7 separate regions of the Mus musculus genome follow, and all the other regions are linked to region 1. The links are chromatin contacts, called in public HiChIP or PLAC-seq and promoter capture Hi-C maps. All regions are on one chromosome and are shown on one strand. Each heading gives the region's core, a stretch centred on a gene start, on an enhancer-like site or on the middle of the called end of the contact. The rest is flanking DNA. Distances are from core to core; before and after follow the strand shown. Region 1 holds the start of Fip1l1 (FIP1 like 1 (S. cerevisiae)). Region 2 overlaps Polr2b (polymerase (RNA) II (DNA directed) polypeptide B). Region 3 holds the start of Polr2b (polymerase (RNA) II (DNA directed) polypeptide B). Region 4 holds the start of Rest (RE1-silencing transcription factor). Region 5 holds the start of Hopxos (a long non-coding RNA gene). Region 6 holds the start of Srp72 (signal recognition particle 72). Region 7 holds the start of Aasdh (aminoadipate-semialdehyde dehydrogenase).

Region 1 (3,813 bases), core at 705-3,204:
TAATTCTTACAGTAAATTATTTTTTTTCTTAGTAATTTAACAACTACACTCAGCCAGATAAAGTTGCTCTTGCCTTTAATCTCAGCACGTGGGAGGCAGAGGCAGGTGGATCTTCTTGCCAGCCCGCTCTACAAGGTGAGTTCCAGAACAGCCAGGGCTATGCACACTACACAGAGAACGTTGTCTTGAAAAACAAAACAAAACAAAAACCCAACTATGTTGTGTACACCTCTAAGCTCAATTAAGGGTGAAAGTTACTCTACAGTGAAAAGTTGGCAAGTACCTAATAACTCAAAAAATTGTCCTATACGTTACTAGAAAACAGGACAGGATTGGTCCACAAGTAGAAACAGTCCTTCAACTTTGGTCAAAATGCAATTTCGCCAAGGATTATGATCAAACAGTAGACAACTTGCTAGAATCGCAATCTGTGTAAGACATCAACAGGAGAGAGTTCACCAACCTGGCATTTTCTTCTTCTGGCCTTTCAACTTCATTCTCATCTACCAAATAAAATAAAATAAAATAAAGTAAATAAAGAAACCAAGCTTAAGCAACAAGTAGTATAGAAATCTGAAGGGAAGATCACAAGCACTAACCTAGATCCTTTGCCAAGTCACTGTGCACATGCACGTCCCACGGGCCTACAAGCATAGCCAAAGTTAGATCACTTCATAAGCAAGACACATCTCTTATGGAAAGAAATACAAGGGGATTTACACATCATGCTAAGAGAAACCCCACACATTTCACATTTTAAGGGTAGTACCGATGCTGTCTTTCCACTAAAGAAATAATCAATTTTACAAGTTTATCGGAGTTTCATTACTAAAAGGCTGCTTAAGACGCTAACGTTCACTTTTATATAATCTATGAAATTTATGTCAAGAATGTATGCTCTAGGAAAGAACAAAATACTTTCAAATCTGGTATAACAGCCAAGGGGGATTACGACTTAAAGTTAAAACTCAGACATCAGACATGTCCCCTACAAAAACAAAGTACATGACGCATTAAATTTGGGGACACAAACACAAAACACCGAATACAAGCCTATGGGAAGAGTCACGAGATACAACTATGACGTGGACTATACAGGGCTCTTTAAAAAGCAAAAAACAAAAAATAAAAACAAAAACAAAACACTTCACCTTAATACAGGCCACAATTCAGGGTTTTCTTTATGGACCACAGTGTATTTCATCTGTTTCTTTTAATTAATACTTTTAAAGCACGACTTTCAGACAAGGAGGTACCCTTGCAGGTGCATCCCATACAAACTGACCATCAAGAAACAAGACGTTAGTTTCATTGCACTGACTTTATTTAGCTGCTATTACAGAATGACGGTTTCTGAAAGAAAGGGACGAGGAGGGGCACCCCATAGCCACTGAGCAAGAGAGACACCAAAGCGGCTCAGAATCGATAAAGAGCATGAATAGAGAGCGCAGAAGCGAGGAGGCCCGGGCGGTGCGGAGGAGGGCGACGCAGGGCTGCCCGGCCTCCTTGGCCCGCGTCCACCGCGCGGTGAGTGCCTGCGGGTCCGGGCGAAGGCCGGGAGCAGGCCGCACTCGGCCTAACCAAGGCCGGTTAGGGCCAATACGAGAGGCCTCGGACGCCTGGGCCTGAAACGCTGGGAGGAAGGCCAGAGAGAACCGGGGAGACAGACAGGAAGTTCCGTACCGCCATACAGCCACTCTTCCTCCTCATCCCCTCCGGTCCCGCCGCTCAGCTCCACCAGGCGCTCCACCTCGCCGGCCGACATGGCCGCCCCACGCACAAGTTAAAGGCGGCGGCCAACAGCTCTCTCAACCCCTTTTTCCAGCCTCGCCGTCCCAGGGCGCGAGAATGGGAGGGAAGCCGCCGGTAAGCGAACGAAGAGCGCGAGACTCAAATCTGGGGCCAACCTCGGTGGAGGCGGCGACCCTGAAGAGTCAGCGACCGATCCGTCTGCGCATGCGCCGCAGGCACCCAAGCGGCGCGGCGTCTCTAGGTGGTTACGCTTCCGCGGCGGCGGGCACCTGGGCCTCTCATTGCGCAAGCGCCGCGCGATTGGCTCCTCCCCCTCCCCGCCCCACCCCAAGGATTCTAGCTTAGCTTCTCAAGAGTGGCTTTCTCTGGGGCTTCTGGTCTTCTTTGAAGTTCCCTTCCCCCAACCTTCCTCCCACTCCCCAGTTCCCTTTGCTACACCATTGTTCTTTTCTGTCCCTGTTGCCTTTCTCCCTCCACTAGTCTATTTTAAAATCCTGAAGGCCAGCATCCCGCACGGGTTTGACTGAACCACAATTGTCAATTCGTCGAAATTTTAACAACCAACAAAAGAAAAATTTAATATATAAAGGATGCGTTCTCTTTGTTTAAAAAATTATTAGTATTGGGCATAGTGGCACTTGGTAGGCAGAGACAAGTCACCCTGGTCTACATAGTGAGTTCCAGGATAGCCTGGGCTATACAGGGAGACTCTGTGGCCGGAAAGTTTTATTTAAGTTACTTAAACTGGTCATCTGAGTGGAGGGAACCTTGGTTGTGAAAATACCTCCATAAGATCGGGCTGTAGACAAACCTGCAGGGCATTTTCTTAATTAGTGATTGATGAGGAGGGTCGAGCGTTAGACTTTATCTGTATCACTTGATTCCTCGTTACCTGAGTAGATCACGAGGGTTTTAATTCTTCTTAGTTTTGAACTCTTGTTTGCTATGCCCTGTTCCCCTGTAGGAAATTCTTAAATTGTTTCAACTTCTGTGTACAATTTCCTCGTAAAAATCTTCCCTGAATTCAACAAATATGTATGAAAGTCTACCCAAGTACTAGGAACTCTTCAAGACTATATAGATTGGCGGTTAAAAAAAAAATCCTTTCTTTCATGAAGCCTTTATTCTAATGGAAGATGATAGACACATCATGTTGATAAGGATTTAAAAATAATAGTAGCTGTAAAAAGACCCACGGCCAAGTGATTAAAAGGGAGGTATAATCTAATATCACGTGGTAATTAATTAATTAATTAAAATAAGTAGATCCCTTAATGGAGAAGGGCTGTAAGCTCTGTGGGTTTCTGCATGGGGGCTACTTGACAAGGAGATTAGGAACATGCAAAAGGCCCAGAGACAGAGAAGTTCCAGGCACCCAACTGCATTTGGAGTAGAGTGAAAGGCAAATGTAGATAAACTGAGTATGCAGATGGGGTGAGCAGGGTTGGGGTGAGGGGAGTAGAGCAGAGCTAAACTCTCTTTTAGACCACAAGTCTTATTGACTACATAGCCACTTTCCCCAGAATCTTCACTAGGCCAAATCTGCCTTCGTCTTGTTTAACTTTCACTTCCATCTGTTGTATGGTGCACCATATCCTTTTGGCCTTTGATACTATCTGCTTGAGAGTACCGTGGGCAGTTACCACCACCACACCGTGGTTAGCTCCATTCTCACTGTTAAGTGCATCTAAAGTAAAATTGGGTGGTTTCATGAGAGAGTTGATTGTCTTTTGCAGAGTGAATTGCTTTTCTTTCCAGTCTGGAAAAGAGTTTGTCTTTCAAATCATTGTCTAGACAAAGAGTTTAGACATCAACAACGAGTTGATTAATGAATGGTGGTGAATGCGGTAGGAGGCCTGCGTGGTGGAGGTAGCACTTGAGCTAAGCTTTGAAAATGATTTCTACAAAGCAGAGAAGCTCATAAAGCTCTAATGACCATCCTTCAAAGCCTCTTCCTTCCTTCTTTCCTCCTAAACTGAATCCTTGTATGGATATGCTTCCTTGGTTAGGATTAATCTCTCCATTTGCCATGGGAAACTTTGACATTAAATAATTTGACTA
Region 2 (3,813 bases), core at 875-3,374, 2.8 Mb before region 1:
TGTCCTTATTCCAAACCCCAGAAACTCTGCACTCTAATACCAGGTGTGCGTGTACGTGTGCGTGTGTGTGTGTGTATGTGTGTGTGTATCTGTGTGTGTGTATGTATCTCTGTGTGTGTATGTATGTATCTGTGTGTGTGTATATCTGTGTGTGTGTGTATGTGTCTATGTGTGTGTGTGTATGTATCTGTGTGTGTGTGTATATGTATCTGTGTGTGTGTATATGTATCTCTGTGTATGTATGTATCTCTGTGTGTGTATGTGTGTGTGTGTGTGTGTGTGTGTGTGTGTGTGTGTGTGTGTGTGTGTGTAATCTACTATACTATACCTGGACATGGTGGCACACACCCTTAATCCCAACGCTCAGGAGGCAGAGGCAGATGGGTCTCTGTGAGTTTGAAGCCAGCAAAGACTCCCGAGCAAACACCTTGTCTCAAAGTGGGAGTGGGGAAATAGCTCAGCACTTAAGATCACTAGCTGCTCTTCCAGAGGACCCAGGATCAAGTCCGAGTACCCACACGGCAGCTCATAACCATCTGTATCTCCAATCAGATGTTCTCTTCTGGCTTCCATGGTCATTGGGCATATACACAGGCAAAACACTCATACGCATAAAATAAAAATGATTTTTTAAAAAGGAAAAGAAACTTACTAAGGGAAAAAAAGGAACAGAACAGTAGAAAGTTGGATTCTATCAAAAGAAGCATTCCCTATTGTGTGGCCACTGTCACATGAGGAAGAATGCCTGTGTCCTACACATGTATTCTCCCACAGCATCGTTAGCTGTGCTCACCACCCCCGCAACCCCACCCCAAATACAGGTTTCTCTGTGTAGCCTGATATCCTAGAACTCACTCTGTAGACCAGACTGGCCTTAAACTCCAAGATTAGAATTCAAAGATCCACCTGCCTCAGCTTCCTAAGTGCTGAGACTAAAGGCACAGGCCACCACTGCCTGGCCAAGTTGTGCATCATAATTCCACTGACCACCCACTTACTGCTACATAGAACCAACCAATGGGAATGCAGTAAGGAAGAACTTAAGAAAAAAAAGGACACTATACCTTCACACAATACTGTTAGGAGTCCACTTCGCTAGGGTAAGAACTTTCTAAGTGGCCTGTGACAGTGACTAACAGGAGACAAGAACTGCTGAATATCCTTTCATTATCTTAAGATGTTGAGCAGTATTTTAGCTAATAAACTGTGCTGCTCTCACAGCGGTTTAGAGAAGACACTGAAGAACAAGCAAGCAGCAGAGTGAGAATGCAGCGGGACGTGTGGCCATGAGATAACACAGCCTCACTTCTTTCTTCCCCACCGACTAAGGAGAAGAGATCTGAAGCAAGAATGCCCTTAAGTCTGAGCTCTAAGAGCACCACAGGATACATACATACACACATACACACACACACACACGCACACGCACACGCACACGCTAGATAAGAGGAACAGCAGCACAGCCTGGCAACACTGCACAGGCCAGCACAGCAGTGAAAGGGGAACCCCACAGTTTGACGTTATTATGGTCTAACTCCCCCCAGAATAGCTGTAGTCATTTTGTTCATGCCTGCCAGCTATTTCATATTGTTGCTGTAACATGCCTACCAGTCACTGACACAAAAAAGTGACTTGGCTAAAGGACATGCTGACCACATACCCTGGTTTTGTCCTGTATGTTCTGAATATCCTGTATGAGGTCTTAAGAAATTCCACAATGCTTTACATAGGAGTCTTCAAATCAAAGGCCAATATGGACTGTTATGTCTGGCTTAAGTCAGAGCTGGTCACCCGGAGCTAGTCTTCCTGCGCCTGTGTATGAGCTCGCTGTGGCTTTCGTGCTGACACTGAAGAATGCTGCTAACAAGCCCTGACCCCAGCAGACATCGCTGTCTCTTACCCTGGCATGTCTCACGTGTAGGCTTCTCAAACACTTCTTCTTGATCAAATCCCTTTTTAGACTCTTGTTCTTTGTATGATCGGTAGAAAACAGACCTAAAAACACAGTTGCAAAGGTCATTTATATTTTCTTTCAGTAAAATGGCTTAGATTACAGCAATGGTGTTTGGCTTAACTGATATCTGAGAGACAATTTGAACCACAAAACAGGCACAAGGGTCACTATGTACTAGGGTCAAGGTTCAGTTTAAATGGATTTTACATGTAGCATTTGACTCACAACTGTAAACACTTGGCATCACACATGAGACCAGGGGGACCCAGGTAATAAGTCCAGCCTCCTACTGACAGAATTCCTCTCCTAGCAGCCCGAGCACGGCCTGCCTTCATCTGCTCAAGTATCCCCACTGAGGCGTTTTTATATGAAGTTATGATGTCCACACTTCAGTCCTGGTGCTGCTTTATAGAATTATATAAGGAGAAAAGTTTCCCCTCTAAATCCCCCGTGTTTGAAAGAACCTTCTTATGCTACTACATATTTAAGATTAATCTATTGTCAGTAAGAAAGGGGAATATAGGAAGCCAAGTCATGGTGCACATTTGTAATCCCAAAACCCAGAAGACTGGGATGAAGGACTGCTGTGAGTTCAAAGCCAACCTGGACTACACTGTAAGTTCAAAGCCAGCCTGGACTACACTGTAAGTTCAAGGCCAGCTTCAACTACATAGTGAAATTGTCTCTAAAAACAAACAAGAAAACAGATAAAACACACCATTATTTTACCAGCAGTTATTTCAGAGTTCTATTTTCTATTTCTTCCTTAGATGTTTCTATATTATCTAAATGCAATTACATATTTGCTTACAACAGAAAAACATTTAAAATATCACATCTGAAAACCCAGAGACACAAGACTCACCGCCAATAGCTGTATGACCACCAGCCAGGTCTGCTTTTGGATTAGGGCAGTCAAGCTTATTCTTTAAAAACTTTATGAAAAAAAATGCATTTCCACTATATCTGTGTTTCAACAAATATTACTATAAGCTGACCTGAAAAAGCCTCGATCCACAGCTGAACGATTCATGATAACAGAGTCTTCTTGATTATAGCCCGTGTAGGATGCAATGGCCACAATTGAGTTGATTCCTACAGTACATTCAAAAACAAACAGTAAAGGACCCTCTGGGAAGCAGGGAAACCTATCCTTTCATTGAAATCCATTTTCTTTCATCCTATTTGTCACAAACACTTGGATGTTTGTATCATGGAAACTGTTGCTGTCTCCTCCTCCCTGAACCTGTGTGTGAGGCAAATGCTCTGCTTGCTTAACCCTGAAACCATCACTCCCAGGGAAGCCATCCTTACTATCAGTACTCCTCCATGTAACATGGTCTATAACTACAGAGTGCTTCCCCTAACCCTAAATAAACAAGCTTTATTGTTCTCACGACTCTAAGGTAAGAACATACATACGCCTCCAGAGTGAATTAGCGACAAACTCAAGCCTCAGACCCTAGCCTCCTAATTTCTAATTTTAAATATGAAACCAACACCACCCTGCTGCTCTCTCCCCATGCCACCACAGTTGTGGCACCATCTTTCAGGCCACAGTTAGATCTTAGTAGCTGCTGCCCTAACTACTGTAATGGATAGGTGGCTAGGTGTGTGCCACAGGTCTACCACCTGACACTCGGGGAGGCAAGGGCAGGAGGACCATGTTAGCTCAGGAATATGAAAACAGCCTGGGCAACATAGGACCATCCCATCTTTAAACAGCACCAGGAAGGAGGAGGAGTGGGGAGAGGGAGGCAATGAAAGGGGAGGTGGGAGAGGGAGGGAACGAGAAAAAAAGAAGGTGAGCCCACACTATGGCATTTGCTGTACAAGTCTGGCCAACTAAGTCTGACCCC
Region 3 (3,813 bases), core at 497-2,996, 2.8 Mb before region 1:
TCTGACTTGTTTGCTCTGAAGGCCAGAACTGTCACTAAAAAGCTTCTAATACTTTCCCAATGCTCGCTGATAATGCCAAACTGTAAGAGCCACTTACAGACATTCCAGTCAGAAATCCCACAGATTTTCTCAAGGTTTACTTTTATTTTATGCATATGATCTTTATGCCTACATGCACGCATGGGCTCCGGATATGTACTATTGGATCTCCTAGATTCATGCACAGCACGTTCTGGGAACCAAACCCAAGTCCTCTGCAAGAATGAGCGACAAGTACTCTTAACTGCTGAGCCATCTCTCCAGCCCCCTTGATTCAGAAACTCTGAAAGAGAGTCAACTCATGCCCACCATGCCCTGTACAGCTTTCCAAATAGTATGACCTTCCCCCACCCCCTCCATGCCTAAGACTGACTGCAGAGCATGGCCCACACTAGGCAGTACGAGCACCAGGCTACATCTCCAGTCCAGTAAGAAAGCTTCGTTTGAGCATCACGCTCCTGTTAAAAGTATCTGAAGAGTGAAATATGCTCTACAGAAATATATAGTCTGAGGGCCATGAACCTGAATTCAAACTCCAGGACCTCTATGGTACACCCCATGAGTGCGCCCACATTCATACATATGCACAAAATAAATAAATGTCATATGGTTTTAAAGCTCCTAAATTTCCTTCAAGTAAGAATAACTTTAAAAAGAATATAACGATTCTAATAGATTCTAATGAGGTATGAATGGGTCTGAGACATTGAAGCAATTTTAAAAGTTAAAGCGTTTGCTTCTATTGTTTCCATGAGAAAAGGGGGAGGGAGGGGAATGCATAGGACAGCCACAAAGTTGGGAGCTGGAATAAAATGATTTTTGATCAGAGAAAAGGGAGCTTAAAAAAAACACACACACAACATGAAAATAAAATGGGTAGGACTAAGAAGTGTTCATACAAAAAGTAAAAAGCCATTTTGTCCTCGTGAAAATGGAAAACATACCATCCTAGAACTGTCATCTCGTGGGAAGTGACCGCTTAAGGCCATCTTTTAAGGCAGTTTACTTAAACTGAAGACAGTGTGAAGGAATGTCAACCCAGAACCCGTTCTTTGTCCCTAATACGTCCAGAGTTTAACAATGTCTAACACAAGGACGTGGTCAAAAATTGAGCTTCCTGGGCCTAGAAATATGGCTCAGAAGCAGAGTATGTGCAGACAGGCCCTGGGTTCAATTCCCTGTGCCGTTTAATAATAATAATAATAATAATAATAATAATAATAGCTATTCAATAAGTCGACTGAAATGATAAATGAAATCAATCAACATCAAACAACTAAATGTTAGTTAATAAGCTACGCTATGTCGATTCTGGAAGGTGGTTACAGATTTAACGGGAGGCCGTGTAGGGAGCAATCAAGCCGACCCAGGAACGTGAACCCCGAGCCTGCACCGCTAGCAAAGCCCACTTCGTTCCCGGGCTAAATCGTAGGAACCAGGCTGCCGGGAGCCCGCGCGCCACGGACGGGATGCGGCGGCTGGCGCTGATCCCTGCTGCAGGTCCCCCGCCGTCCCGCCTAAGGGGCTATAGCGTGAAGCGTGCCTCAAGCGGTCACTTACCCTCGTCGGCGTCATACATCTTGGCCAAAGGTTTCTGGAGCTCTTACTCGGAATCGCAAAGCTGGAGACGGGAAGCGCGGCGGCAAACTCAAGAGTGCGATACCAAGCAATGTCCGTCTCCGACGTTCCCAGAATCCTCGGCGTCTCAGCGAGGGGGCGGGGTGTGAGGCTTGCGCCTGCGCAGACGACTGGCAAAGGGTCTGGCTGGACTTGAACTACGCATGCGCGAGTGATGACTAGCTGGCTGCCGCTGAGGACAGACGGCTCCTTAGCCAGAAGTTAGGTTACGCTAATGAAAGTTTCTTGCTGCGTGTTTTGATTTGTTTGAAGATTTATGAAAGAAATGGCTCCGCGTGTGGACTGAGCACTGGAGAACCTTCTGCTCACCCAGCTCTATCGAGTCCGTGCCTTTGCACGTCTGCCTGAACTCTCGAGTTTCAGAGCTGTCATCGCGAGAGTGCGAGAATCGGCCGCACTGTTGGACAGTTCCCTCTCGTCTAGTCGCTGGGGGAGGAACTTCTCGGACGCGAGCGCGCGTGCGCGCGCGAGGCCCCGCCCTCCTCGCGCTGTCCACATGCTGCCCGCGCGCCTGGCTTGCGGGCTGCTCTGCGGGCTCCGGCGGGGCCCCGCGCCGGCCGCTGCGTGCTACGGCCCAGCACGGTGGCTTCTGGAGGGGAAGTGTGAGGTCCCCATCCGCCAGCGTGCATCATCCTTGGGCCGTCGGGTTCCCCCGAGCTCCACGGCGACCGAGGACTATGCAGAAGGCCCGGACACGGAGGAACGCTTTCTGTTCCCGGAGTACGTCCCGGAGCGGACCCCGGAGGAACAAGTGCGGGAGTTGCAGGAGCTGCGGGAGTTGCAGCAGCTGCAGCAGGAGAAGGAACGAGAGAGATTGCAGCAGCGGGAGGAGCGGCTTCAGCAGAAGCTGCGGGCGGGCTTCCGGACGCTGCCTGTCCCGGAGTTTCCAGACGCCTCGGTGCCGCCCAGCGGCATCTACTGCTCGGGCTGCGGAGCCGAGCTGCACTGCCAGCATCCCGGCCTGCCGGGCTACCTGCCGGAGGAGAAGTTCCGCGACGCTGCCCAGGCGGAAGGCGGCCCGGCGCGGACCGTGTGCCAACGCTGCTGGCTGCTGGTGCACCACGGACGAGCCCTGCGCCTGCAGGTAAGCCGCGATCAGTACCTGGAGCTTGTGAGCGCAGCGCTGCGGCGTCCCGGGCCGGCTCTGGTGCTCTATATGGTGAATCTTCTAGACCTGCCGGACGCCCTGCTGCCCGACCTGCCCAAGCTGGTGGGCCCCAAGCAACTCATCGTGCTGGGGAACAAAGTGGACCTGCTGCCCCAGGACGCTCCCGGCTACTTGAAGCGGCTGCGGAAGCGGCTGTGGGACGATTGCATCCGCGCCGGGCTCGTGGTGGCTCCTGGTCATCAAGGACCACAGTACCCTGCCGGGGATGAGCCACTGGAGGAGATAAAGAATCAGAATCCGTCCTCCAGGTCCCGCACGGTAGTCAAGGACGTGCGACTGATCAGCGCCAAGACGGGCTATGGAGTTGAAGAAATGATCTCTGCTCTTCAGCGCTCCTGGCGCTACCGTGGTGATGTCTACCTGGTGGGCACCACTAATGCTGGCAAGTCCACTCTCTTTAACACACTCCTGGAGTCTGATTACTGCACCGCCAAGGGCTCCGAAGCCATCGACCGGGCCACCATCTCCCCCTGGCCAGGTGAGGCCCCATTGCTGAGAAATTAGATTTGACCCAGGCACCTAGTACATATCCTTAAATGTCCACCTTGAGCTGCCTGGAGCCGTCCCTTTAAAATGTCTTTCCTCTCTTTGGACATACCTCTTGTGACAGGTTAGTGTTTGGAAGTTCGATGCATGTTTGGTTTTCTAATAGAGATGTTTCTAGAGGGACTGGGGCTAAAGTGCTTGCCTAGCATGCACGAAACCTGAGTTAGTCTACCGCATCCAAAAGGATGTGCGGTGGCAAACTCCTGTATCCCCAGCATTAGGGAGGTGGAGGCAGGAGGAGATCAAAGCCATTCTCAGCTACATCGTTGGAGGCTACCATGGGATCCATAAACAAAATAAACTTTTCTTTTTACTCTAAGACCCCTTACCCCCCAATCTTACTCTTCATTCACCCCCTGAATTGACTTATTCTTGGACTGTAACACATATAAAAGAGCTGATACAGTATGGTGTGGGGAGAT
Region 4 (3,813 bases), core at 980-3,479, 2.7 Mb before region 1:
GCTGTGAATTTTCAATTCTCTTTATTGCAATCACAAAAACAGATGAGGAACTGTTTCCTCTATAGCCAGAAGAAAAAAAAAAAAAAAAAAAGCGAATTCTTTGACCCATTGGGTCTACACCGGCATGCAAGTCTTCTTTTTGGTGGCTAATATTTTTAATGTTAACTAAAATTTTAATAACCAAATCACTGAATAGTTAACTATTGTTGTCTCACTTCTCCAACAGTTCAGTGGTCTGAATGAGAACTCCAAAGGAAAAGAGAGAGAGAGAGAGAGAGAGAGAGAGAGAGAGAAAGAAAAACCACAGGCGATTCTGGGGCCTCTAATGAGCACATCAAGAAATCTACAAGACTTCAACTTCTTCATGAGAATTCAACTAACTCTAAAAGAATAAACTGAAAAAAGTAACAAATTTTAAAAAACTTTTTGATGACTCTTAAAGGGGTGGCTACGGATCCCTTCTTCCCACAAAAGGGGAAGTTTTAAAGTGCTTTTTTGTTGTTGTTAGAAAACTCCCTCAAGAGTCGTGCAACTCAACACGTCAACCAACTTAGCCGCATTGTGCTTGACTTGGCCTACTTGCCTAGGGGAAGCCATTACAGATCACCTTCTTGAAAACAAGTTGAGTTTCTAAATGGTCTCAACCTCCAGCCTCAAAGGTACCAGTCTCAGAACTCAGTGTGCCTCTTGCAAATTATTAAAGGCAAGATATGCAAAGAATAAAAAAAGTACTAAAAGACAAACTAAAAACCGAAAATACTAAAAGCGGGCCGCTTCACCTAGAGTCTAAAACACAAGCTCGCCCGCTCACTCGCTCGCTCAGTTACATGCCCCAACAAAAAGTTGAGCCCGAATGCCATCACAGGAAACGGCTCTCCCCTAGTTCAACAGCCCCACGGATTCCACAACGGACCTCAACATCCACTCTAAAGCTTCCCCCACGCACCTCGGCAGCCACACTCCCAAGGAAATCTCCACGTCTCTCGGGCAGACTGTGCTAAGCACAGCCCGAGAGCAACGTGTTGCACCGAATTCCTATGTGCCGCTGCCACCAGCGCCGGCCTCGGCGGCGGCATTCCTAACTGAAATAGGCATTCGGCCATTTTCTCAAAATACCAAACACAAAGCAGCTCTTTGCAAACTTGGGCCCTCTTGCTTCCTCTCCGCCACCAACCCGCGGGCGGTGCCTGGGCTCGGACCTCACGCGCTGCCCACCACCCTAGAGGCGCCTCCCCGGCCGGCCGCGGCCCCGCAGCCCCCTCCCCCGCCGCCCGCCACTAGCCCGGCCGGGACTGGGCGGAAAAGTTACCTCGCTACCCGCGTCCGATCGGGCCTGTACCGGGGCTCCGCGGCGCCCTCCCGAGGCTGTCGGCCCCCGGTCGCTGCGAGGGGCCCCACGCGGGCCGCCACCGCCGCCCCCGTGGCCCGGAAGTTTGCGAACTTCGCTCCCCCGCTGCGCAGAGCCAGCGCGGGCCGCAGAAATCGCTGTCCAGCCTGCCGCCGGCGCCGCCCGTGCCCCGGGCTGAGTCAAGCGGGGCGGCCGCCTTCCGGCCCTGCTACGACTGGGGGGGAGGGGGCGGCGAGCCTGGGACGCCGGCGGGGCCGGGGGCGTTGGGCCCGAGGCGGAGGGAGGGCGGAGGGGGGAAGTTTCAGGACCGCGGTCACCAGCAGCGGCGCTCCGGCCTCCGTGGCCCCGGATCTCAGCGCCGTGCGGAAGGGCCTCCCCGTGCTCCGCTGGGGGCCGATGCCCACGCCGCTCCGCACCAGCCCCCGGCCCAGCCCGTGACTCGCTCCGTAACTCGATCCCGCCCCCGCCCGGCCGCCGCGCCGCCCGAGCCACAGTATCTGCAAATCAGCCCTGGACAGCGCCTCGCGCCGCTCCGCGCCTGCCCGCCGCCCTCCCCCGTCGCTCTCCTCGCTCCGCCGCGTCCTACCCTCTGAACTGTGCGCCCACGGTCCGCCACCCCCGCGTCGCCGCCGCTCCAACTCCTTTTCTTTGTTGCTGGACTTTCGGGGGAGGGGAGGGGAGGGAGAGCGGGGAAAAGTTGGGCGTCGAGGCCCTCGAGATCCCGGGGTGCGATCGCGGAGCGGGATCAGACCGCCGGCCCTGGTTCTGCCGTCGCTGCGGTCCCGGCCGCCCGGGTCTGGGGCCCGCGGCCTCGGCGGCGCTCCTCGGTCTTCTGCTGCTGCGCCGCGAGCTCGCGGGAGCCGCACATTCCAGCACAGGACGCTGCGCCGCGCACCCGGCCCGCGCCGTCGCCGCCCGCCCGCCCGCCGGACACGCCCCCTCGCCGTCCGCGCGCGCCCGCCGACACGCCCCCTTCCCCGCCCGCGCGCGTGGCCGCCGAGCGCGCCCCGCCCCTCGGTCCCGAGGCTCGAAGTGGACTCCTGGCCTGCCTGGGGGCGCGCCTCGGGGGAAACTTACCTAATCCGCCCGGCCCCCGACTCCCGCCTTAGGCTCATTAAAGGGGCGGAACCTACTCCCTGAGCTTCTTTCTTTTATAAACAAATAGCAGAAGTTAGCCCCAGCCTTACCCGGGCGTGCACGAGAATTGGGGTTGTTGGAGGAAAAAACGTGCAGGCATTGACCGCCCTCTTGAGAAGTATTGTCACTGGCCTCTTAAGTAAGGCTGAAGCCTCGAAAAATACTGTTCAGGCCTGGCGTGTGGGCTCTCGCCGTTAATCCCAACACTCAGAATGCTGTTGAGACTGGAGGATCAAGAGTTAAAGGCCGGAGTTCAAGATCAACCTGGGCTACTTAGGGACACTAGTGCAAGAAATTAAAAAACAATACAAAACCCGAAAATCGGCCCTGGCTGCACAAGTCTGTAATCCTACTTGAAAGGCGTGAGCACCAGGAGATCCAGGTCATTGACTTGACAAATTGGGGGGCCCGGGGGTGGGGGATTGCTCTTGTCTGCAATCAGACTCAGAATTCAGTAGACAGAGGCAGGAGGATTGCTGAGAGCTTAAAGCTTTAGTGTGCTATGTAAGAATTTTCAGGCCAGCCATAGCTACAAAGTGAGACCTTTCTCAATCAAAGAAACAAAATCTAAGTGCCTGCCTACACAGATCTTTATGCTTAACTGTAATTTTAAGCTTCATGAGGTCAAAATGCTTTCACATTGCAAACTCTTAACCAGGAGAAAATCAGTCCTTGTGGGGGTTGAGACAAAGCCAAGTCCAGTTCAGTACCTGACGTCTTATAATGGGGACAGGGAGTCTCAGGTCCTGTCCCTTCTCACCTGAAATGCTTTTTTAGCCTGCTTTTAATGTCTTCCTGGAAGTGGGCCTTGTAGCCTTTAATTTGTAGTTAGTGAACTACCAGCTAGAGTTTAAAGCTCTCGGCCGCCTTCAGGGCCCGGCATTTCCGGATCTAAATGTGTGAACCTCTCGTTGGCATTACTACAGAGGTAGCAGCAGGTGGGTGCTAAGAGGCTGGAAGCAGAGCTTCAGGTTTCTCTGACATTTTCCTTTACCTCTTTTCTGGCACGCTGTAGAACCCATCTTTCAAAAAAAAAAAACAAAACAAAACAAAACCCTACAATATATTACTAGTTGGTACAAAATTGAAGGCAAGGCGGAATGAAGGCCCTAAGGTACTTGACCACCAAAGATTTCAATGGCTGTTTTTTCTGGGACAGTCTCCCTACATAGTCTAGGCAGGCATCCAAATTGTGGTCTTTCCACCTCTGGAGTGTTGGTCTTACAGGTATAGGCCGCTGCGCACCAGAGTCTTTTCAGTGCAAGCTCCGTGCATTGAATCAGATTTGAAAAGAACTCTTAGAGGAATAAAATTGAGGAAGAGGGAAA
Region 5 (3,813 bases), core at 538-3,037, 2.6 Mb before region 1:
AAAGACTCAAATGGATAACTCAGTGAGAGCTGTAATTTGTGACGTCCGTATAAGGAGAATATATGTAGAGGCAGAAATCAGCCTTGATGCTCACGGAACCATCAGCTGCCTTTCCTCCTTCCTGTACCTAAGAGAAGAGGCAGAGTGTTCGGCTCTCCCCTGACCCCTCAGACAGGTTAGTTAATGTTTCTTGACTGCAAAACAAGACCAATTCCACTATGGTTTCAAAAAGAGGGCTTTGAGGGAAACTCGAACGACAAAGGAAAACCAGATCTCAGCACACTGTGATCTCCTTTGCATATTCCATGGTCTAATAATCTCGCCTACTTTCTGTCCTTCCTCATGACTCTTTCCACCCAACCTGGACTGTCCATCTGGGCAATGATATTTGCTTGTTCTGGTGGTGTGTGTGTCCCTGTGTGAGAGCGCTTGCTTAATTCACTAACCCACTTAAATTGCAAAATCAAGTTCTGACTTCCAAGAGCTCTGGAAGAAGCAAAATAGTCACACTTTTAGCATGTCAGGGATGAGAGTCCCTAGGAATTAGCTTTGCAGCCATTGTTCATCCTTGTTCTGGTGACCGATGGACGCAACAAAGCTAGCCTGGAGACAAAGCCCAAACTCCCAAAAGGAAAATACTTCCAATTCCCTTTCTGAGCTGGAACAGGAAATGCTTTTACACAGTAAATAGTCATCAGATGGGACCTTTGACCCTACGAGGTCACAGAAGCTGGGGATAAAAATAGCTTTGAGAGGTTTAGATGGTGTTCACGGACGACAAGAGGACGCAGCTCACGAGAGGACGCAGCTCTGGCAAGCATTAAGGTTGACAGTACACATGGTGACACATGGTGACAGGAGGAAGAGAGGCAGGATGTTGCTGCTCACAGGGGAGTTTTCCTAGAGAACCTTGAAAGAAAATGTTGATGTAAATGTCCTGTAAAGAGAAACAATCGCACATCCTGTAGGTCAACAGGTCCAGCCCTTGTAACCACTCTAGAGAACCCCTGGCACCGCCAGAGAAATAAAATTATTTTTAAAAGCTAAAACTTATCTTTCAAGCTTACTTCCCTAAAATGATCTCAGTTTACTGCCTACTCAGATGTTGCCATGGTACAGAGCCAAGAACAGGTAGATAAGCCATAAGAGTTTCCAAACGCTCACAGTTAATTTCAGTAATTAAATGGTAAGAGATGACCATCGTTGAAATACTCCCCTTGTCTCTCCCACACTGGGCTTGGTTGAATGTGGTTCTCGCTCAGGAGCTGTGGAGTAGTCCTAGACATAGCTGCAGATGGTCCCGAGACTTTGCTAGGCTTGACAACGACAGTTCTTTGCTTAGGGACAGTAATAACAAGGCTTCTATTTAAAAGAACACCTCTTCTCCTGGCATTTCTATCATGGATACTAGAATGTCGGGGCAAATAAATATTCTGCCTCCTCTTTTCAATTGTTCCCTTTAGGGCTAGAGATAGAACCTAGGACCTTGTGTATGCAAGATAAGCGTCCTATCCACTGAGCTATAGCCCAAATATTCTAGTTACTGTTCTATTGCTGTGAGGAGACACCATGACCTAACTTCTAGAAGAAAGCATTTAGCTGAGGGCTTGCTTACAGTTTCAGAGGGTTAGTCCATGAACATCAGAGTTGGAAATATGGCAGCAGACTTGGCCCTGGAGCAGTAGCTGGGAGCTGAAATCCTCGTGGCAGGCAGAAGACAGGGAGGGTGGAGAGGAAGAGGGAGCGAGGGAGACAGAGAGACTGGGTTTGGTGTGGGTTTTTGAAACCTCAAAGCCCACCCCACAGTGATTTATTTTATTTATTTGTTATCCAACAAGGCCACACTTCTAAGCCACCCACCAATGGGGAATCAAGCATTCATATGTATGAGCCCATGAGGGCATTCTCATTCAATCTACCACACAGGCTGACTTTTTGTTAGTTTCTAAGGGACACTGAAAGTTTGAGTGAACCCCCTTTTCATCTTCTGTAAAGCAGTAAGTTAAGTAACCTCTGAGTAGGAAGATCCTGTCTTCCAAAGCAGAGACCCATCACTTCTCTTGGAAAAGTAGCCACACGGCATTTTTTTCTTGCTTGGGAAAATACAAAAATATTTACAGAGTCAATTGCTTGCAGGCAGTTCACAATGAACACAAGAAAAATGCAGGCAAAGAAAACTGGAAGATGTCCTAAGCAGTGATTCACCTGGATTATCAATGTAGCTCACAGTTGGTGGCATGCTTGTCCAAAATGCATGCAACCCTGGGTACACTCTCAGGAGGCACACATGGGCAAGGGTGCAGATACATGCACACACACACACATACACACACACACACACACACACACACACACACACAGATGGGGGGGAGGTAGGCTCAGAAATTCAAAGTCTTTACCAACTATATAGCAAGTTTGAGACCCTGTCTTAGGGGGGAAATCCACCTGCTTCAGCCCTGTGGCCAACTGGAGTAGGTTTATGGTAGCAAATTGCTTTCTCTCTTGATTGGATATTAGTGGCGCTACAGAGAAGTCATAATTCTGGGAGAGGGAGAAGATGTTTAAATAGGGAGGTAGCCAAGGTTCATAGCACTTCGTATGAGCTCGTTAATGTAAGTAGATATGTCCAAAGCAAAGGACTACAGGCTCACAGGACATAAAGCTGAGCCTGTGACACAAAGGTCAGCCCAGGCTTTGGAACGGATTTAGAAAAAAAGCCAGCTGGTTTTCATTTAACCTCTCGAAAGGGCTTGTGCAATGACTTCCCCAAGCACAGAACTAAAACACAATGACAGGACACACTGCTCTTCGAGGTGTTTCACAAGATGTGAACAACCGCAGCAGTTAACTCTGGTGTTAAGATTGAAGTTGACAGGGCTTCAAAGTAGTTGTTAGTTCTTTGTATCTGATATTGGTTAGGCTAAGTTCAGAGAAACTTCTCAATGGCTACTTTATTTCCTTACTGGAGACAGTTGAGGACCTTTACAAGGTCACCATTACCAGGGCCGCTTGATTCTTACAGTAAGACAGAAAGAAACAAAGCAACAGCAAACATTTGCCTACCAGGGAGGGCTGAAATAATCGCGCCTGAGCTCTGCAGGGCAGTAACAAAAAACTGACGGTAGTGCTCTTGCGTCCCCATAGCTAGAAGCCAAGTGTGCTTGTTTAGTGTACCTTGGAAAGCTAGATGCTGTCCAAAGACCCTCCCACAGTCTCCTTAGCAGCCAACCAAGGCCAGCGGTCCTCTACCAACTCACCCTACCAGTCCTTTAAAATAAACCAGGACCTCCCCCACACAACCCCACTCAGTTTGGTAACAGAAAGCCACAGAAAACTAATAAAATAAAATGCACTTGATCCCACGTAGCGACATTAGCAACCCATGAGTTATACACCAGCAGTTACAAAAAACCCGGGGAAGCGTGTACGCCCGTCTGAGTCACGTTCCTGCAGTGGGCTATTTCTGAAGGCCTGAGGATTCCACCGGGCATCAACAAAGGTCCTGGTGGAAGAATCAGCAGGACTGTATTAAATGGAATGGGCAAGAAGCAACACCAGAGGCAGCCGTTACCCCTGCTATGTTTCAGTTGACAGCTCGAATGGTGGTGGTGGCCTTGGTGGACAGCATAGGCTGGGATTAGTGTCTAATTAGAGATGCACCCTTTGAAAACGGAGACAAGCCCCTCCCTGCCCTCATGCTGATAAGTTTCTCCCACTAAACTGAAGATAGACTGCCTTACTGTAAGGGGGCTAGCAGACCACGGGCCTGGAACCAACACTCAGTATTTCCGCTCTAGAGTTCTGGCCATTGTT
Region 6 (3,813 bases), core at 622-3,121, 2.4 Mb before region 1:
GTATTTCCAATGACAGTAACTAACAATAACGACAGCAACTAACAGTCACTTACTTGGCTAACACTTTGGTGTGAGTATTGATGACATTCAAGGCTTCTTTGAAACTTCCATTCTGGATAAGGCAAACTACTTTACAGTGCAGGGCAGTGACATCATCCTTGTTGATCTGCAATACTAGAGAACAGTGTTTAGGAGAGCCATTTCTAAATCCATTCCTCTTGCACACTTTTACTAAATACAGACGAGAATCCAGCTTGCCTAACGAATGTGAGGCCCACAGTCTAATCTTCAGCACTGTAAAGCAAACAAAAAGTACAATGTAGGGCTGGAGAGATGGCTCAGTGGTTAAGAGCAACGACTGCTCTTCCGAAGGTCCTGAGTTCAAATCCCAGCAACCACATGGTGGCTCACAACCACTCGTAATGAGATCTGATGCCCTCTTCTGGTGCATCTGAAGTCAGCTACAGTGTACTTAGATATAATAATAAATAAATCTTTTGTTAAAAAAAAAGTACAATGTAGACATGATTTATCTTTAGAGTGTTCTAAAGAAATATTCAAAATTTCCCTTTCCCATAAAGAGATCAAAGGGAAATACAAAGAACTCAGGCGGCCACGGCTCTATGCCAACAGCGTGTCAAGTGTCAAAATGACTAGGACCATGGTTCCCCTCGCTCCTAGTCAACCACAGGAATCCAATTCTCACTTTACGAGTCGTCGAAGGGACTTCTAGAAATTAATAGACAGGGCTGAAGGGACAGTCTTGGCTGATCAAAGAAGTGCTACAGAGTTTTATACCGATACTAAATATTGGTTGTAGGCCCACTGAAGGGCTAAAGTGAATTCAAGTAAGTTTGGCAATCATCAATTCTAATTAGTAGCTGTCTTCCTTAATGCACTGTGGCCACTGTCACTACTTTTATAGGAACTCAGGAACCCGAAGGTTTAAAGTGTATATTACTGTGATAGCCTTTATGTAACTGGGGCTTTGTACAGCTGAAGGGTTTCATAGTTACATCACCAAACCTGACACACACAGGTGTATCTACTGTACAAAATATAGCACGGCCATATTACAGGCACATAGTGATGAATAACAACTTATGGAATCTCATACTGAAGGCAACTAAAATTTGAAATTATAACTTATGGGGGCTAAAAATGCAGGTTAGTTTCCTTACGTTATTTTAAATGTTGGGACGCTCACTCACTCACTCTCTGGCTAAACACTACGGGGAAGACTTTGTGCGTGGAAATGAATAACGACTTGATATTCACACCTTTCCAATCTGCAACGCTTCCACCTTGTCTGCAACAGAGCGGATGCTACGTGTCCAGACAGGTTTCCTTCCCCGGCCCCAGCCCCAGTCAACAAGTTTCCTCCATGACACTGTCCTGATCCCTTCACTCAAGATGAACGAAGAAAAGTCAATCTGACATCTTTGCAAAATCCCGCCGCGGAGACGACACGAAAAACATTTTGGGAAGCGGTTCCGGACGCCATGGTCTCTTTAAGTCCCCCCTCCCCCTCGCGCCCGGTCTCGCGGGGACAGAGGGAAGTACACGTGGCCTTAAGCGACCGAGCTCGGGCCGCCGGTGGCCGTGGGACAGCGACCCGCCCCCGGGCTTGGGGCCGAGCCTGAGGACGCAGCGATCCCCCTCCGCGCTGTGCCGAGGGGTCGCACGCTCGACCCAGGAGATGTCCTCCTCCCGACAACCCGGGCCGCCGGGACACTTACTCTTGTTGACAGTCTTGAGGGCACGCGTGAAGTCGCTGTTCTGCCCATAACGGTTCACCTCACTCCACAGCGCAGGGACTGACACCCCACCACTGCCGCCGCTCGCCATCTTGGAGGAGGTGGGGGTGAGGTGGGGGAGGGGGGTGGGAGGAGCAGGGCGACCTCTGCCCCGGAAGAGGATCTCGAAGTTGGCTCGGCGAAGGAGGAAGTTGATGGTTGCTAGGCGGCCGGGAGTCGCGAGCTGGTCTGTCCCAGAGCTAGCGTCAGAAATCGGTTTTTAATTTTTTCTGTCTTGCGGCAAGACATTTGTTTGCCTGACGCCCTTACTCCTAATCCAAAGGTGACTGGAGGTAGGAGGGGTCAGATTCAGAAGGCGCTCGCCGAAACTGTTAGCCCCAAGCCGCCGGCATTCTGGGGAGACCCCTGTGCTCCGACTGTGGCCGGGCGACAGTCTTTGGGAGAGAAAACTCCCGGTTCTTCGGGTGGTAGGAGGGGTACCTAATTTAAGGAACCGTAGAGAGGCTCTTGAAGGCGGCAGGTAGAGCCACAGCTGCTCATGGGTGCTTCGGGATTGCCATTTTAGGACACGAGCGGTGATTAGAACCTGGGACTAAATCTAGAAGTGAAGATAGGTCTGGGACTGACAAAAATACAGTGAACGGCACTGTTTAACCTCCCTTTGAGATCTAGTTTCAGGAGCAGTGTGGGCTGGAAGCCCGAGGAGATGAGAAGGACCAGGTTCTGAGGTGAGTATATTGACTTAGGTAGATGTCATACAATAAACTACGTCCTGGAGGCCTTCCTTAATGTACTTTAAGGAAACCTGTTCTTGCAGCCTAGCCAGTACACATTCTGCTTCCAAGGCTCGACTTCCTTGTGGAGAAGACCCGTGCATACTATGTAAGTGGTCTTAGCATTCAGCTACACCCTCTACAAGATTACACCATCTACAAGGCTCTCTATTCCTGAGTATTGATCCTTAAGTCCCCTCTCTTTGAACGACCTATAGTCCTAAGACCAGAGACCTTATTTACTTTGCTTACTACCTGGGAGACCTGAACCAAACCTTCCTTCACTTCCCCTAGACTCAACCTAATGTTCTCTTAATGTTGCTACTTAGGTTTTAAACCACCTATCTACTTCCTGTTTCTTGCCTGAGTCAAGTGCTGAAACGCTAGCTGATTGTCATATGTGTGGTCAGTATGATACATCAGACTGAACTTAAAAGAGTTTCTTTTGGGTCATGATTTCATAGATTTCAGCCACAGTAGGTTGGCTTTGTTGCTTTGGAACCTCAGTGAGGTGCTTCATCATGATGGAAATCATGTCGTAGTGGCCCTAAGCCGCTCACCTAATGGTTACTGGGAAGGAAGAAGCTGGAGAAGCCACAGACAAAATGTCAAGTTTTTAAAAAGTACACTCACGCTAGGCACCATCTCCTACAGCTGTGACCCCGCCAGGGGGGTTACAAATTAGATATTTAAATTACTATTCATAGCAATAGCAAATTTAGTTATGAAAGTAGCAACAAAATAATTCTATGGTGGTGGCTGTGGGGTCACCACAACATGAAGAACTGTATTAATGGGTCATGGCATTAGGAAGGTTGAGAACCACTGGCCTAGACGTTCCACCACCTTTAAACAGTGCCAAAGGAGCCTTGACAAAACACCCAAGACCCCAACTATAGTGTATTTCCCAGCTGCTGAACATGCAGTCGTCTATTAAATCACCCAGTGCTGTGTCCCCATCTTTGGGAATTTGCACTTTTATTCATTCAGTGAGTATCTCAGTGCTATGTGCATGCCTGTACTAGGAATTTACAGTTGCTGAGGTAAATAAGATGTCCAGTGTCCTTGGATTATGTATTTCCTAGTTAGATGAGATAGACAATAAACAACAATATACTAAGTGGTGGTAAGTTCTCTGAGGAACTGAGGATGACAATTGAGACTGGAGACCTAGTTTTTGTTTTTCTTTAAAGATCAGAAAGTCTGAGTATCTGCATCTGTCTTAGGTGCTGGCAGAGCCTCTCAAACGACAGCCATACCAGGCTCCTGCCTGCAAGAACATC
Region 7 (3,813 bases), core at 473-2,972, 2.4 Mb before region 1:
GGGCAGGTGGGCTGCTCTTCCAGAGGGCCCAGGTTTAATTCTCAGTATCCACAGGGTGACTCAACAATTAACTCTGGTTCTAGACAACCTAGTAAGATCATTTTGTGGCCTTGCTCCAGGCACCATGTGTTGCATAAACATGCACTTAAAAGACCTATACACATAAAACAATTTTTAAAAAGGAAAGAAAGAAAAGCAAGCTAAGCAAACCAGTAACCACCATTATTCCAGTCTCTGATTCAGGCCTTGAGTTCCTGTCCTGACTTGTGATAGTGATAGTGCTTTGATAAATCTTGGTTCCCCCAAGTTGCTTTTGGTCATGTTTTATCACAGCAATAGAAAGCTAAGAGAACAAATACAACACTTAAAAAGGTGTTTGGCGAGGCCCATAGTACACAGGAAAATGTGGTTTTCAAACAGGTATTTCCTGCACTGTTTGGAGGGACAGATGAGAAGGCAGATCTGATTCCATGACAGGCTTCAAATTAGCAGTTTAGGAGACTAGGCCTAAGGTCAGGCAAATCAGTTACTAGAAGAAGAAGAAAAAAAAAGGCTTCAGGCAGTTAGTCAGAACTGCCCTGATATCTGAGACTGCCTGGCCACCTAGCCTGAGGTAAGGACAATGGGTCAGCAACAGTTTCCAGACTTCCTCTACAAAGATTTCTAGACTTCCCAGTAACAATGCCTAGAGATAAGTAAGATAAAGCTCTCCTACCCTGGAATTCCAATGTGCTTTCAATGGAGCCTGCGAGCTCATTTGCTTTTACTCTGTGTCTTTGTAATGGGGACGACCCCACCATGCTGAGCTACAGAATAAAACACACTTTGTGTTTACATACTATTTGAGTCCAGGGTGTCATTCTTCATGGACCCTTACAAGCTTCTGTTTTCCAGCAGATAAGGACACACTCCTTTGTTTTTTAAGGCACTGTATGTAGATAGTGCTTAGCCACTTCCACCTCTCCCCCCAACAGGAACCAAGACAAAAATCCCATCTTTCCTCTCTGCGAGGGCACAGTAACTCACCACAGTGGTGACCCTTCCCATTTATTGTAATAATTGTGCCATCGGAAAAACACACATCCAGGCATACAGTGGCTTTAGGGACTGCTGTTGACCTCAGACAGGCCTGGGTTTCCTCATAGGGAAGTGTTGTAAATAGCTGCAAACGCCAGTTAGGAGTTTCATTCTGACAGGGGGCTTCCCTGGCATACTTCACCGCTGCCATGACGGTCGCAACCAATCTTGAGTATGTTCCCAGAAGGTGTGGAGGGGATAAGCCAAATTTACTCGCCAATTAGGCGGTGATTACTTCACTTCAGCCTTTGGGATATTTCTACCCGCACTTTAAGGAACGAGGAGACTCCGGGTCTCGGAGATATGGCTCTGCTGTCAAGGAAGCTCACTGGCCATCCAGAGGTCCCTTCTAGGTCTCCAGCACCCATGTGGTGGCTCACAACCACCTGGGACTATGCTCCAGGGAATCATCGGCCCCTGCAGGCACACGGAACACTCAAATTCACGCAGACGCACAGGCATGTTGCCTGAAGCGTCACCTTCAGCGGCAGGGCTGAATCCGCACGGACCAAACCCGTTGGGCCAAACGCGGCGGAGACCTGTGCGCCACGTCTGGGCGGAGCCCCGTAGGCGAGAGCCCGCCCCCCGACGCTGGAGTGACGTCACGGGCGCCCGAAGATGACGCAGAGGTCCGTTTTACGGCTGCTGAGCGTCTGCGGCTGGGCTAGGAAGTGCACGCCACGCGCTGTCGTGAGAAGGTGGGGCGGGAGAGCGCGGGCGACCCGGGGAGACTTTGTGAGCTGCCGGACCCCAGCTTGGAGCGGCTGTGTGGGTCACCTCGGTCACCTGCTGCGCCACCTCTTAGCGTGGTTCCGAGAGCCAACGAGAGGCTTTTGTGATTGTAATTAAGGTGGCTGCGTGAGAAGTATAAGATGCAGACGGATAATTTACCTATATATATAATGCCCAGTATAGGGAGAACCCTTAAGATCAGGATCTGTTGGTGATTAAATGGCTTTATTTACAGTTGTACATTACCGAGCTGCTAATCTTAAGGCTATAACACGAAATTTGCTTGCTAGGTCATCCCTTTTCATGGCTCACTTGTTTTTCTTTCCTTTTCTTTTTTTTTTTTTTAATTTAAAATTGTGCGTGTGTGCGCGTGCAGCATGGTGAAGAAACAAAAAGGACCTTTCGGAAGTGGGTTCTCTCCTTCCATTATGTGAGTCCCGTGATCACACTTAGGTTTTCTGGTGTGATGGCAAGTTAGTTTCTCCACTGACCCATCTCGATGGCCCAAGTCAGTCTGAAGGGAGGGGAGGGGGACAAAGACAGGGACAGAGACATAAAATTCAATGGCTGACATGAATATCTGGACAAGACTGAATTTTGCCACTGGGAGCTTTTAAATTCAAAGTAGAAAAACTCCTTAATTATAGATTTTGTGTGGTGAGTTTTGTAGCTAGTTATAAAAATGACATTTTAAGAACTAAGTTATAGCCGGGCGTGTTGGCGCACGCCTTTGATCCCAGCACTCAGGAGGCAGAGGCAAGCAGATTTCTGAGTTCGAGGCCAGCCTGATCTACAAAGTGAGTTCCAGGACAGCAAGGGCTACAGAGAAACCCTGTCTCGAAAAAACAAAACAAACAAAAAAAACCTAAGTTATAGTCTTGTTATTCTACTGCTGTGAATTATGTTAGTAGATTATATTTTCTTGTGAGAAAATAGCAGTTACACGTGCTTGCTTTTTAGAGAAAAGGCAGCTTTTAAACAGACTTTTTTTTTTTTTTTTAATTTTAGGTATAGCAGTGTTTTACCTGCATGTATGTAAGTGCACCATGTTCGTGCCTGGTGTCTTCAAAGGCTGTGGGATCAGCCAGAACTGGAACTATGGACTGTATTGAGCTCCCCAGTTGGGTGCTGGTATGGAATCTGTGTCTTCTGAAAGAACAAGGACGGTTTAACTCCTGAGGTACATCCCCAGGTTCAAACTAGATTTTTGTAAAAATATGTATAATACATTAATGTGGAAAATTGGGCGCTTAACAAAATTTATTTGGGTATTCTGTGGTCTTCTGTAGGCAAAAATAGCAGGAGATACTCTACTGCAATAGCCTTTTTTTTTTCTTTTTCTTTCTTTCTTTTTCTTTTCTTCTCTTTTTTTTTTTTTTTTTTTTTTTAAAGATTTATTTATTTATTAGATGTAAGTACACTGTAGTTGTCTTCAGACACTCCAGAAGAGGGCATCAGATCTTGTTACAGATGGTTGTGAGCCACCATGTGGTTGCTGGGATTTGAACTCCGGACCTTCGGAAGAGCAGTCGGGTGCTCTTACCCACTGAGCCATCTCACCAGCCCCTTTTTTTTTTTTGAGACAGGTTTCTCTGTGTAGCCCTGGCTGTCCTGGAACTCACTTTGTAGACCAGACCAGGCTAGCCTCGAACTCAGAAATCTGTCTGCCTCTGCCTCCCGAGTGCTGGGACTAAAGGTGTGTGCCACCACGCCTGGCTACACTTATATCCCAAAATAAACTCATCCCCTATATCCTGTAGAACATACTATATGTAGATCATATGATTTGTTTAATGGCCATTTGTGGAAAATCATCTTTTGTGTACATAAAAGTTAGATTTATGGAAATATTTGTTTAAAAATACCCTAAGTATCAAAATAGTCTTGTTCTTTAAAATTTAATAGTTAGGAATCACATTTCAGTTTTTTTGTATCCTTTTTTGACTTTATGGGTTTAAGAAGGCCTTTTCTTTAACTCAGTTGGATAGTAATTAAATGACAAAT

The links. Promoter capture Hi-C pulls out the DNA fragments that hold promoters and counts their contacts. HiChIP or PLAC-seq counts read pairs in DNA pulled down with a chosen protein or histone mark. Capture Hi-C pulls out chosen DNA fragments and counts their contacts.
Region 2: a contact with region 1 is called in a promoter capture Hi-C map of liver, with 5 times the contacts expected there. The contact joins the enhancer-like site here to the promoter of Fip1l1 in region 1. A contact is called at or near these places in 3 of 39 promoter capture datasets (the C10 cell line, liver and pre-B cells) and 1 of 484 Hi-C or Micro-C datasets (CD4 T cells).
Region 3: a contact with region 1 is called in an H3K27ac HiChIP or PLAC-seq map of thymic regulatory T cells, with 13 times the contacts expected there. The contact joins the promoter of Polr2b here to the promoter of Fip1l1 in region 1. A contact is called at or near these places in 4 of 39 promoter capture datasets (the C10 cell line, hippocampal neurons, liver and 1 more), 2 of 484 Hi-C or Micro-C datasets (B cells and CD4 T cells), 1 of 115 datasets of contacts at active chromatin or transcription factors (thymic regulatory T cells) and 2 of 9 other capture datasets (adipose tissue and liver).
Region 4: a contact with region 1 is called in a promoter capture Hi-C map of pre-B cells, with 4 times the contacts expected there. The contact joins the promoter of Rest here to the promoter of Fip1l1 in region 1. A contact is called at or near these places in 2 of 39 promoter capture datasets (the C10 cell line and pre-B cells), 1 of 484 Hi-C or Micro-C datasets (CD4 T cells), 1 of 115 datasets of contacts at active chromatin or transcription factors (thymic regulatory T cells) and 1 of 9 other capture datasets (adipose tissue).
Region 5: a contact with region 1 is called in a promoter capture Hi-C map of liver, with 4 times the contacts expected there. The contact joins the promoter of Hopxos here to the promoter of Fip1l1 in region 1.
Region 6: a contact with region 1 is called in a promoter capture Hi-C map of adipose tissue, with 4 times the contacts expected there. The contact joins the promoter of Srp72 here to the promoter of Fip1l1 in region 1. A contact is called at or near these places in 2 of 39 promoter capture datasets (liver and pre-B cells), 1 of 484 Hi-C or Micro-C datasets (CD8 T cells), 3 of 115 datasets of contacts at active chromatin or transcription factors (large pre-B cells, pro-B cells and thymic regulatory T cells) and 1 of 9 other capture datasets (adipose tissue).
Region 7: an H3K27ac HiChIP or PLAC-seq map of thymic regulatory T cells shows a contact between it and region 1, with 17 times the contacts expected there. The contact joins the promoter of Aasdh here to the promoter of Fip1l1 in region 1. A contact is called at or near these places in 4 of 39 promoter capture datasets (the C10 cell line, liver, neutrophils and 1 more), 7 of 484 Hi-C or Micro-C datasets (CD4 T cells, CD8 T cells, memory CD8 T cells and 3 more), 4 of 115 datasets of contacts at active chromatin or transcription factors (astrocytes, large pre-B cells, regulatory T cells and 1 more) and 2 of 9 other capture datasets (adipose tissue and liver).

Annotation. Positions count from the first base shown.
Region 1 is chr5:74,533,632-74,537,444 of GRCm38.p6, reverse strand. It overlaps Fip1l1 (FIP1 like 1 (S. cerevisiae)), which reads right to left and starts at 1,954. Exons shown (of 18, transcript NM_001159573.2): 1 at 1,684-1,954; 2 at 600-644; 3 at 464-503. The coding sequence starts at 1,765.
Region 2 is chr5:77,338,557-77,342,369 of GRCm38.p6, reverse strand. Polr2b (polymerase (RNA) II (DNA directed) polypeptide B) reads right to left here. Exons shown (of 25, transcript NM_153798.2): 17 at 2,953-3,049; 18 at 1,901-1,995. Among named protein-coding and RNA genes, the nearest start is that of Polr2b, 30 kb to the right of the region's middle. Within about 2 kb of position 2,124, at least 3 of the 459 cell types and tissues checked have an H3K27ac peak or open chromatin away from gene starts, as enhancers often do. A contact at or near this core is called in liver, where this site is marked.
Region 3 is chr5:77,308,417-77,312,229 of GRCm38.p6, reverse strand. It overlaps Polr2b (polymerase (RNA) II (DNA directed) polypeptide B), which reads right to left and starts at 1,746. Exons shown (of 25, transcript NM_153798.2): 1 at 1,600-1,746. The coding sequence starts at 1,618. Noa1 (nitric oxide associated 1) reads left to right here and starts at 2,144. Exons shown (of 7, transcript NM_019836.3): 1 at 2,144-3,323. The coding sequence starts at 2,174.
Region 4 is chr5:77,263,910-77,267,722 of GRCm38.p6, reverse strand. Rest (RE1-silencing transcription factor) reads right to left here and starts at 2,229. Exons shown (of 4, transcript NM_011263.2): 1 at 1,935-2,229.
Region 5 is chr5:77,096,804-77,100,616 of GRCm38.p6, reverse strand. It overlaps Hopxos (a long non-coding RNA gene), which reads right to left and starts at 1,787. Exons shown (of 2, transcript XR_880408.1): 1 at 1,616-1,787. It also overlaps a transcript of Hopx not described here.
Region 6 is chr5:76,972,759-76,976,571 of GRCm38.p6, reverse strand. Srp72 (signal recognition particle 72) reads right to left here and starts at 1,871. Exons shown (of 19, transcript NM_025691.1): 1 at 1,740-1,871; 2 at 54-174. The coding sequence starts at 1,848.
Region 7 is chr5:76,903,385-76,907,197 of GRCm38.p6, reverse strand. It overlaps Aasdh (aminoadipate-semialdehyde dehydrogenase), which reads left to right and starts at 1,722. Exons shown (of 16, transcript NM_173765.4): 1 at 1,722-1,775; 2 at 2,818-2,989.